2 separate regions of the Gossypium hirsutum genome follow, and region 2 is linked to region 1. Evidence: chromatin contacts called from public Hi-C data. All regions are on one chromosome and are shown on one strand. Each heading gives the region's core, a stretch centred on a gene start, on an enhancer-like site or on the middle of the called end of the contact. The rest is flanking DNA. Distances are from core to core; before and after follow the strand shown. Region 1 holds the start of LOC107913263. Region 2 has its middle 18 kb from the start of LOC121223055.

Region 1 (4,773 bases), core at 771-3,270:
CAAGAAGAGAAGGCCTTGTTTTTGGCATAGCATACCTGTTGTTATGATCTATTAATCTCAGATATCCCGTCTTCAAGCTCAGTTATATTTTTCAATGCTATGGCCCTACATAACTTAGAAAGGAATATTAGAGAAATTCATCCGAAGGTTTGGAGCCTTCCTACCAAACATTGCCCAAGAGATGAGAGTTTTGTCAGTAAACTTTTCATGAACCTTTCCACACTTGGTGAATCAAAGACAATTACATATATTAAGGTTATGAAGCCTAGTCAAATGAAAAGGTTCAAAAGCTTTCTCTAGATCAAGAGAACTACGCATTTGAAGGCTATAAATGATAATGCCAAGCTGAAAAGGAAGAAAGATTAAGAAATGTTTACGTTTTTAATCTTGAACTGTTAAGGGAAACCTTCTTCAACTGGATTTACCAGCGGAAATCATATTTCACTAGAGGAGATTTAGAAAGGTCCAAGTGAACCTTCCACCATCCAAGAGAATTAGTGTGACCGATAAACCAATGAGTGAGATAATCCTTGGTCAGTTTCGAGGGAGGGTGGATGCGGGTGCCGCTATTTTTTTTTTCTGATGCTGTCATGATTTTGATATTCTATCTTTAGAAATAAGGACTAGTCTTACCTGATAATTGGGGTAGGACTTGATACAATTTCATCTAATTTATAATAGGAAAAATGTTGATGGTTAGGCTTAATACTTGTTTGGGATTTTTTTTTTTAAGATTTGTTGTCGACTATTTTTTGTCTTTCTGATTTTATTTAATAATTTGTTCTTCATAAAAAAAATGTAAGAAAGCATTGAGCTTGAGGGGGGAAAATGTTACTTGGATCTCATGCAAGAATAATATATTGTGAGCAGATGAATTGGGTCAACTCCGATTCATATATCAATGGCCCTTTTCAAGAAAATGGATTAAATTTGGGCCTCAACAAAGCTGATAAACCTCATGAATCCATTATTGAAGAAGAGAATGTCATATTGCAAATCATCATATACATATAAGATATGACTATAATTTTTCATTTTAAAAAAAGAAAAACAAAATTTATAAATTTAAAATTTTTAAAATGAAAAATAATCTTAAAAGTATCTTTAAAACTTCTATCATATTATGACTATCACGATTGATTGAACCGAATATTCAATATATCATATATTTGATTTCTAAGTGAAAATATATAAATATAATAACAAGTACACAACTTATAAAAGTCTATTACTACTAAATTTTATTTGATTCACGAAATACATAATCGACATTTCTAAATTTATTTGATTGAACCCAAAACAAACAAAATTATTTAAATTTACATAGCTTTTTTTCTTAATTGAACCCAACATCTACTGTATCAATTCAGGGTACCCCTTGACGATTAATGGTATCCGTAGCATCAAAAGGTCGCTCAGAGGAGAGAGCGGCACCAGAAAGAGTGGGGGCGTCGGTGGAGCTTGCAGCACCACGTCCCGGGTTCGGTTGTTGGTGGCCTTCAGTTCCATATCCTCGACGCTTGTAATCTTCCAAGTCCCCATACTTCACGTAAGGGCTATCGTCTATTGGCAGCCCTTCCAAGCTTGCCTTCTTCTCGTCCATATTATCATCCGCCTTCTTATCCACATCTTGTTGTTGCTTCTTCTCCATTTTCACTTCTGGCTTTAGATTGTTGCTTTGATGGTTGCCATGTATTTAATATTTTTCAGCTTCGCTGGAAGAGTGCCACATGTTGTGATACGTGTTTATAGGTCATGAAGTGCAAGTCTGCACGTGGCGAAACCCATAACATTGAAGAAGTGATTATCTAATTATTATAATCACCGACTTTGTTTTCTTCCTTCTCCAAGTGTTTGCAGGGTTTTGGCATTGTTTGGATGGTGGGTTTTTGTTCTCTATATTTGCAGTTTGGATGATGTAACTAAAGATCTTTTTTCCATCTTTGCAAACAAAAAGTAAGGGAAAATGTGGGAGTTTCGGTTTCTCCTGCTTGCATAAGTTCCTAGTTGGGAAATGTTTCCAATTGATTGCAGGTAGATACTATCATATATGCATTATACTCGAATATAAGACAATTAATTTAATCGGGATTTAAAGTTACATTTCTTCCAATAATTTAATTTCATCTTTAAAGCTCAACCTGTATTCTCCCACCAACCACATCACTAAACAATTTTTAATAAAATTGTAAATAGGCGATATTGTGTTGTAGAGAGAAAAATTTTAGATTTAAACCCCTTTTTTTTTAACTAGATCAGTCCGACCCAAAAACTTATTTCACTTTTCAATTCTTTTTATGTTTAATATTCATATATTTTTATTATTAAAAATAATTTTTTTTACTATTTAAATTAAAATCGAGCAAGTTGAACATAAAAAAAAAAAAAAAACTATTCAACCAAGCCAACTACCCTAACCTTAAACAGCAAAATCACTATACTTGTGAAATTGAAACCATTATGTATATGAGTTTTGTAATTATACCAAAAAGAAATATGAGTTAACCTATATATCATCTATATATGGTGGAACCACTTTCCTCTTATCTTTGCTTTATATCGCTTTTTCTTCTAAAGCACAAACATTCTATTAACGTAGCATTTGGAACATTGAGACAACATAACAGCTCTCACCTCTTTTCTCTTTTTTGTTGGTCCAACTTCACACATATCCAAACCCCAGAAATCACCTCAATCAATCAGGTTTAACTTATGTAAATCATACCCTATTACTTATATTTCACAATGTACAAATCTTTTATTTAGTTTACTTGTAAATTAAAAGAGACATTGAATTCATGGTTGGCTGGAACCCATAAACTGTGCTTTGCTTACCTGCTGATATAATGTAACTCGAGTGAATTGAATATGATCTATTACCATCTATATGAAGTCATAACGCGAAAGCAAGAAGCCCATGGATTGCTTTAAGCATGAACAATCGACTAAGCAATTAAAAGCATATTAATACACTGTATACTGAGAAAGAAAACCTACCAATGTTCCTAGTTTTCATTGTTCCCTCTCTCAGAGAATAACATCAAACACTTAAGACCCCAGCTTCCATTATTAGCTGGTTTAGCTATCATGAATCTGGCAACTACAAAACACTAAAACAATTGAACCAACCCCCATCTCATCTTGTTGAGTGAGTTTAAGAAGCCATTCAACTTTTTAAAGTTTAAAAACTGTCCATCCCCTTTATTCTCCTATCATGTCCAGCTAATTGCAATAGGACTGCCCACGGTATACTTCATATCAGACCACTCCAAACGAGCGAACACGTTCGTACCGGTTGGCTGTGAACTACCACTGAACGTCACCGTATATGATTTCTTCTCATTTGCTTGGCTAAAACTCAAAGTCTGTGGTTCAACTGATATCTTTACCCCTGGAGTTTCAGGTGATACCGATACCTTGTAAGTTCCTGGCGAGCCCACATTGGTAAGAGTTCGAGTGTGTTTAACAACATTCGACCCACCCATGATCGAATCAAAATTGACAGCAAAGGAAGGGTAGTTGAGATCAGTGACTCTGTATCTCTTGCTAGCATCACATGAGAAGTTTCTTCTCGCCAGGGATCTGATTTGGAACTCTGTGTAGTTCAAGGCACAAAGGAAACCCAGATAATCTTCCGCTGTCAAATCATACACAAGCCCTGGATTAAGCGCTGAAACAGGATCCACATGCCCAGCACCATGGTCGAACGGGGTGGATGGTTTCCCCGTTGCAATATCTTGCATTTTCTGCTTGTTTTTGTATTCCGTATAAGCTGTAGTCATAAGAGCTGATCTGATAGCTGCTGGACTCCAATCTGGGTGAGCCGCCTTCAGCAACCCTGCAAGGCCACTAACATGTGGGCAAGACATTGAAGTTCCTGAAATGATGTTAAAATCCACTCGTCTGGTATCCGTAGCCAACCCCGTTGGACCTACTGCACCGGACCACCCTGCTAAAATGTTAACCCCTGGAGCAATCATGTCTGGTTTCAATATCTCCGAGGTTATAGAATTTGGTCCTCTTGAGCTAAAAGCAGCCACCACCGGTGATGGTTCTATGCCAACTTTGGTTCCTTCAAAAAGAATGGTGACAGTTGGGTTAGGATTTGAAAACAAGTAGTCTCTTATAGCATCACCAGATTTTTGACCCACGGCGGTTGCCGGGAGCAAATGGGCATCCGCTACCAGCTCTTCACCATTTGCGGCAGTGTTAGACAAAACCATGCCTATACCACCGGCTGCTTTAACGACAGCTCCTTTTTGAACCCTGGCGTTCATCCCACGATCACAAAGAACAATCTTGCCGGCAACTTTTTCCGGTATCAAAGTATCCATCATACACAAATTCCCGTTGGTAGCATTGCTAGCATTGCCAGCATAAACAAATGGTAACATCTTTCCAGGCAAGGGGCTGCCTCGGTAAAGCGACACGCCGGAGAAATTTTTGCCGTTTCCAAGGCTAACGAAAGCAGGGAAATCACGATCCAGTGTGCCTGCACCGACAGTTGTAATCCACGGAGCCAGGTTTGATAAACTGTACGGAGCTGGACCAGCATTTCCGGCCGAACAAGAAACTAAAATCCCCTTCTCCATGGCAGCAAAAGATCCGATTGCAACACTATCCCTGTAATAATCAGACATGCCACCGCCGAGGGACATGGATAGTACATTAACGTTATCATCAATGGCCTTCTCCATGGCAGCCAAGATGTCTGAACTGAAACATCCACCCATCCAACAAACCTTGTAAACAGCAACCCTAGCGCGCGTGGCC
Region 2 (4,773 bases), core at 1,177-3,676, 62 kb after region 1:
CTTTAGTACCTATTCATTTGCTTCAACCAAAGCAATGTCATCACACAACCTCACATATTATCTTCACCTATGCTAAAAACATGTAATTTTCAAGCTAAAGTAGGTTTATAACACTTGTGATAATAATCATTCAAAAGGCCTAAACATTTAGGTTCAAAACTTAAACATAATCAAATCATCAATTAAATAACTTATGATTTCTTTCTATATTCAAATCCTAGCATAGAAATATGTTATATGCAAATTTGAAAAAATAAAAAAAACATCAACTAAATAATATCATTTGATATACACACACGCGCTAAGTTCCACAAGCAACTTAACCTTCAATGCAAATTCAAGCAAACCATTTCATCAAGCATTTGACCATTTCCATAACACCTTATTAGCCGAATTCAAGCAACTTAACCCATTCCCCACTGTTGTTCTTGAGCTCCTGAATTGTGTTCTTTTTTTCTTTTTAGCCGACACAATGCTATGGAAATACGACGTGTTGCTATCTCCAAAACGCAACCAATTTGCTCGTTCATGTTGTTCCGAAAATAACTCCTCATTGTATACTTTTAAGATTAGTGTAAGCTTTATCTCTGTTAGTTCTGCCAAATTTTCTTCATCTGGAGTATTCGCATTTAATTCTTCTAATCTCACATTCCAATAGGCTGCTTGACGCTGCCTTCCCAACTGATTCACCTTAGCCCAATAGTTTAGTTTTGTTCCTATTGCTTCAAATTTAATAGGAACCTCCTTTTCGTCTTTTTCCCACCACTTATATTTCACTTTCAAGGCCTTTTGTCAATTACCAAATTCGCATTGAATTTGAATTTTGGTTGTCGTTGTCCCTTCTACTTTGAACTACTATCCAATATATTTACAAGAATTGGGCAGTGATATGACATAGAATGTGTAAGGTGTCTTACCTGAAAATTTGGAAACATTGCTCACTATTCGGAAGTCTGCCTCTCTCCCATGTAAATCATTGACCCAAAAATCCTATATCTGTGAGATTACAATCGTTTAAGGCTTGGCGGAATGCCAACATTTGATTCTCTTCTCGTTGACGCTCTCCTTTCTTTCAAAAGGAAAAGGAATTTCATCAAAGTCTCCTACCACTAACCAGGGTAGGTTGTTGGTATTATTTAAATGTCGTAGAAGATTATAAGAATCCCTCTTGCAAGGTTCCTCCGGTGATCCATAAAACCTCGTAAATCTCCATACTTTTGCACCTTCCTCTTCTGTTATTTCAACACCAATATGTGATGATGAAAAGCTTCGTCATTGAATGTTATACTCTTGCTTCCAACCCAACGATAGTCCCCTTTTAGTGGCATCTGCATTAATACACTTTTTTTGAATTCGTTCCATCTTTTTTACACTTACTTTGGTTTCCATGAGAAATCAAACCTGGGGTTGTATATGTCTCACTTTGTTTTTGAGATGCCTTACTGCTCATGGGTGCTCCAATCCATGGGCATTCAAACTTAGTAGTTTCATTGTGATCGGTCGGTTTGCTTTTCAGTAGCCGTCGATATAATAGGAGAATTTTTTGAATCCACTATATGAGAAACAATAGAACTCATTGAATACAACCTCTGTCTTTTCTTAGTATCAATCACTCCAATAGGAATTTCCTTCGTGTTTGATCTAAGCTCCATATACCTCACATCCTCTCCTCCATAATTTATCCCTTCTAACCTAGTGGTGTCCTTTCCTCTCCTTCCTTGATGTGGGCTAAGGTTTGGATTAACTCCAGCCAATCTCTCCCCATTGTCTCCTAATTGTCCCCCAACGATCGATTTGGAACTCGATCTATCTTCTCTCAGCCACTTGCTATCTTCCATTTACCTCATTCTTATCGGTATTCTATTGATAGATCCCATCCAAAAGCAACTTATGATTCCAATGTTAATTTAACTGGACAGAAACCTTCTCCATGCTCTAATTGCCACAGATAGCAAAATAATAAAAGCTTTTCGTATTGAAACATAGCATATGTTTTTCGTTTTGATGAATAGCTATCATTTTCTTTCTTTTTAGGGGTTTTCGAACATCCAACTTAACTCTCACCCTCTTAAATTTTTTAATTCCCTTAGTTAGTGAAGCCACATCATACTCCATGAATTTTCCAATAAAATCACCAAGTTGGCGTGCCATTCCTTCGGACATGAAACCTCTCGATAGATAATGTATTTGTACCCAAAACTCTGTGAAATATAATGGTACTTGCAGCGACCGTAACCCCTTCTCCAATCGTTGGAACAAAATTAGGTGTCTATTGAAGAACCACGGTGTACCCTTGATAACCCTTTTAATATTGATCTAATGATAAAACCTAAACAGGGTTCTTTTCTCTCCTAAGTTTTTAATAGAAATTCCGCCCACTGGATGCCATACTTCTGCTAGCGCCTGTCTCATGGATGGAATGTGTACCACACTCTCCGTTAATACCCTCCCAACCGAGCACAACTCATAGTCCTCATCCTCTTCATCATCGGATATATTCGAATTTGCTAGTTCTTCATTCATCGTTTTAACACTTAACGGTTTTTCCTTCAACTTTTGCAGGACTTGAAGCCGCCACAAAACCCTAATATTTTGATACTTTGTGCAATTCAGCAGACAGAGAAAACGTGCTATTCAACAGACTTTACCGAATTTTTATTTCACGTAAATAATATTTTTAATGAAACTATACATGTGATACAAATTAAAATTGTTAATTTATTATGTAAGTTTAAATATTATACTAAAGAAAAAACTTATACTATTATTGAAGTTTTTAATTGAGTTGACATAATAAATTAATTAGACATTTAATTGGAAAATGATAAAAAAAATTATTCATTTTGTAATATAAATTATATTATTAAAAAACGATTGTTACCTTTCATATTTTATACATAAATAAATAATTATTTTTATAATAAAATTTGAACTAAAATTTTAATACTTCAACTAAACTATTTCTTCCACTGTTTTATTTGATTTTAATAAATTTTTTTTCTTGGACGTCAGAAGCTAATTATAATTTTAACAAATTTAAAATCTACATATTATTCGTCAAAAAAAAATCAAATATATTAATCATAAAAGGGGATACATACCGACTTCATAAGACTAGTATTGACGCTTACGTGGATTTTTATTTATTTTAAAATATTTATCTAAAACTTCTAATTTATATTTAAACCTACTTAACCTTCAAATACTTATCCCAATTTTTAAATTTTATACTTTAATAAATTTGAATTATTAACTTAATCTTCTAAAATTCGTTGAAATTATTTTAATTAACTTAATCTTCTACTTTTGAAATCAAACCATTTTGAAGAAACAATTCATAATAAAATTTGAATTTGGATTATTAATTTTCTTGTTATTATTTAGAATATGAAAGATAATTTTAATTTCTTTAATATCTCATCATTATCTTTTTTTTAATTTCTAAAAACAATACATTAAAAATTCAATCCTAAACATGGTGTTACTCTCTGAATTCTATGAGATTTTTATCTTAGAATTTTTATTTGTAAACTTATAATTTGATCCACAATTATTTTATTTCTTGAGTTTTAGATTTCTTTTTGAAGTGTTAACATTTAATACTTTAAATGTTTTTTTATAATAATATTTAATTTTTGTTTAATACAAAATTTGTATACAAAATTATTACATAGGACAACTAGGTAAATAGTTTACTTATCACTCAATGCTAAAAATGTTTGTTAGATTTTATTTTTAAAAACACTTATATTTGAAATAAATTATCTCTATACTTTTGGTAAAAATAAAAATTTCCAATTATTATTTTTAACTTTGGGAAATTATTTGATACATAGTTAATGGGGTTTTTTAACTCCATAAGTAGGGTTAGGGGTTGACAAATGTTTCATAAGGGTATAGTAAAATATTGAAAAACATATATATTTTTTAAAAAGAGTCACGTATCAATTTTTTAATGGTGTTTGTGGAATAAAAAAAGTACACCACCTGTGAATCAAAAACTCACCTTTTATCCAAAACTAATATAAAATACTATATTAATAAGATTAAACTTATTTAAAAATGGATTTCAATGATCAAATTTTTTACTATCAAATAAAAATTATATTTAGTACATTTTTACTAATATGCCAAACAATTTTGTAATATAAATTATGTAATTTTTTAAAATTCAATACTTAATTTTTTTAGCACTTCAAATTCTAACTTATCAAACAATACCTTAATTTTTAAACTTTAAATATTTTAATTGGCTCTTTAAAGTATTAACATTGTATCATTCAAGTGCTTTCATCAGGTTAATCGTTAATCAAGACATTAAATGCTAGATTGAATTTGATGTGGAGCATATCTAAAACATGTGATCAAATTTTAAACATGCTTGTCAAAACCATTTCTTAAAAACAAAATAGCTTGAGAATTTGGGAAACTCAAAAGAATTTTAGTTTTGACAAAACACGAGGTTTTGATTAAGAAAGTAGGAGTCACCATGGATCTTTCTTTTCGGTGTGATCATTATTGATAACTCTTAAAAAGAATTATACTTCAAGCATCTAGATTGAATTAATTGTTTGTAATTAAGTAAACATGTTTGCATTTTTAGATATTTTTAGAACATTACATAACAAAGTTTGGATTGTGCTAGAAATGTTATTATTTGCTTCTTCTATTATTGGGGAACAAAGGTGTTGTTTGTGGTTGGCAGTAGGTCCAAGGAAGAGAAAGAGAAGAGAAGAGAAAAAAGAGTAGGAAAATGAAGTGAAATATTGCCAT

What was found. A called contact is a pair of places that touch in the nucleus more often than the background predicts.
Region 2: a contact with region 1 is called in a Hi-C map of fibers, with 2.2 times the contacts expected there. The contact joins the enhancer-like site here to the promoter of LOC107913263 in region 1. A contact is called at or near these places in 12 of 34 Hi-C or Micro-C datasets (callus, fibers, hypocotyl and 3 more).

What each region holds. Positions count from the first base shown.
Region 1 is chrD11:27,488,269-27,493,041 of Gossypium_hirsutum_v2.1, forward strand. It overlaps LOC107913263, which reads right to left and starts at 2,021. Exons shown (of 1, transcript XM_016841790.2): 1 at 1,216-2,021. The coding sequence starts at 1,651. The coding sequence ends at 1,367. LOC107913264 (subtilisin-like protease SBT1.7) reads right to left here. Exons shown (of 1, transcript XM_016841791.2): 1 at 2,904-4,773. The coding sequence ends at 3,213.
Region 2 is chrD11:27,550,350-27,555,122 of Gossypium_hirsutum_v2.1, forward strand. No RefSeq gene overlaps it. Among protein-coding and RNA genes, the nearest start is that of LOC121223055, 18 kb to the left of the region's middle. Within about 2 kb of position 2,427, at least 5 of the 9 cell types and tissues checked have an H3K27ac peak or open chromatin away from gene starts, as enhancers often do. A contact at or near this core is called in fibers, where this site is marked.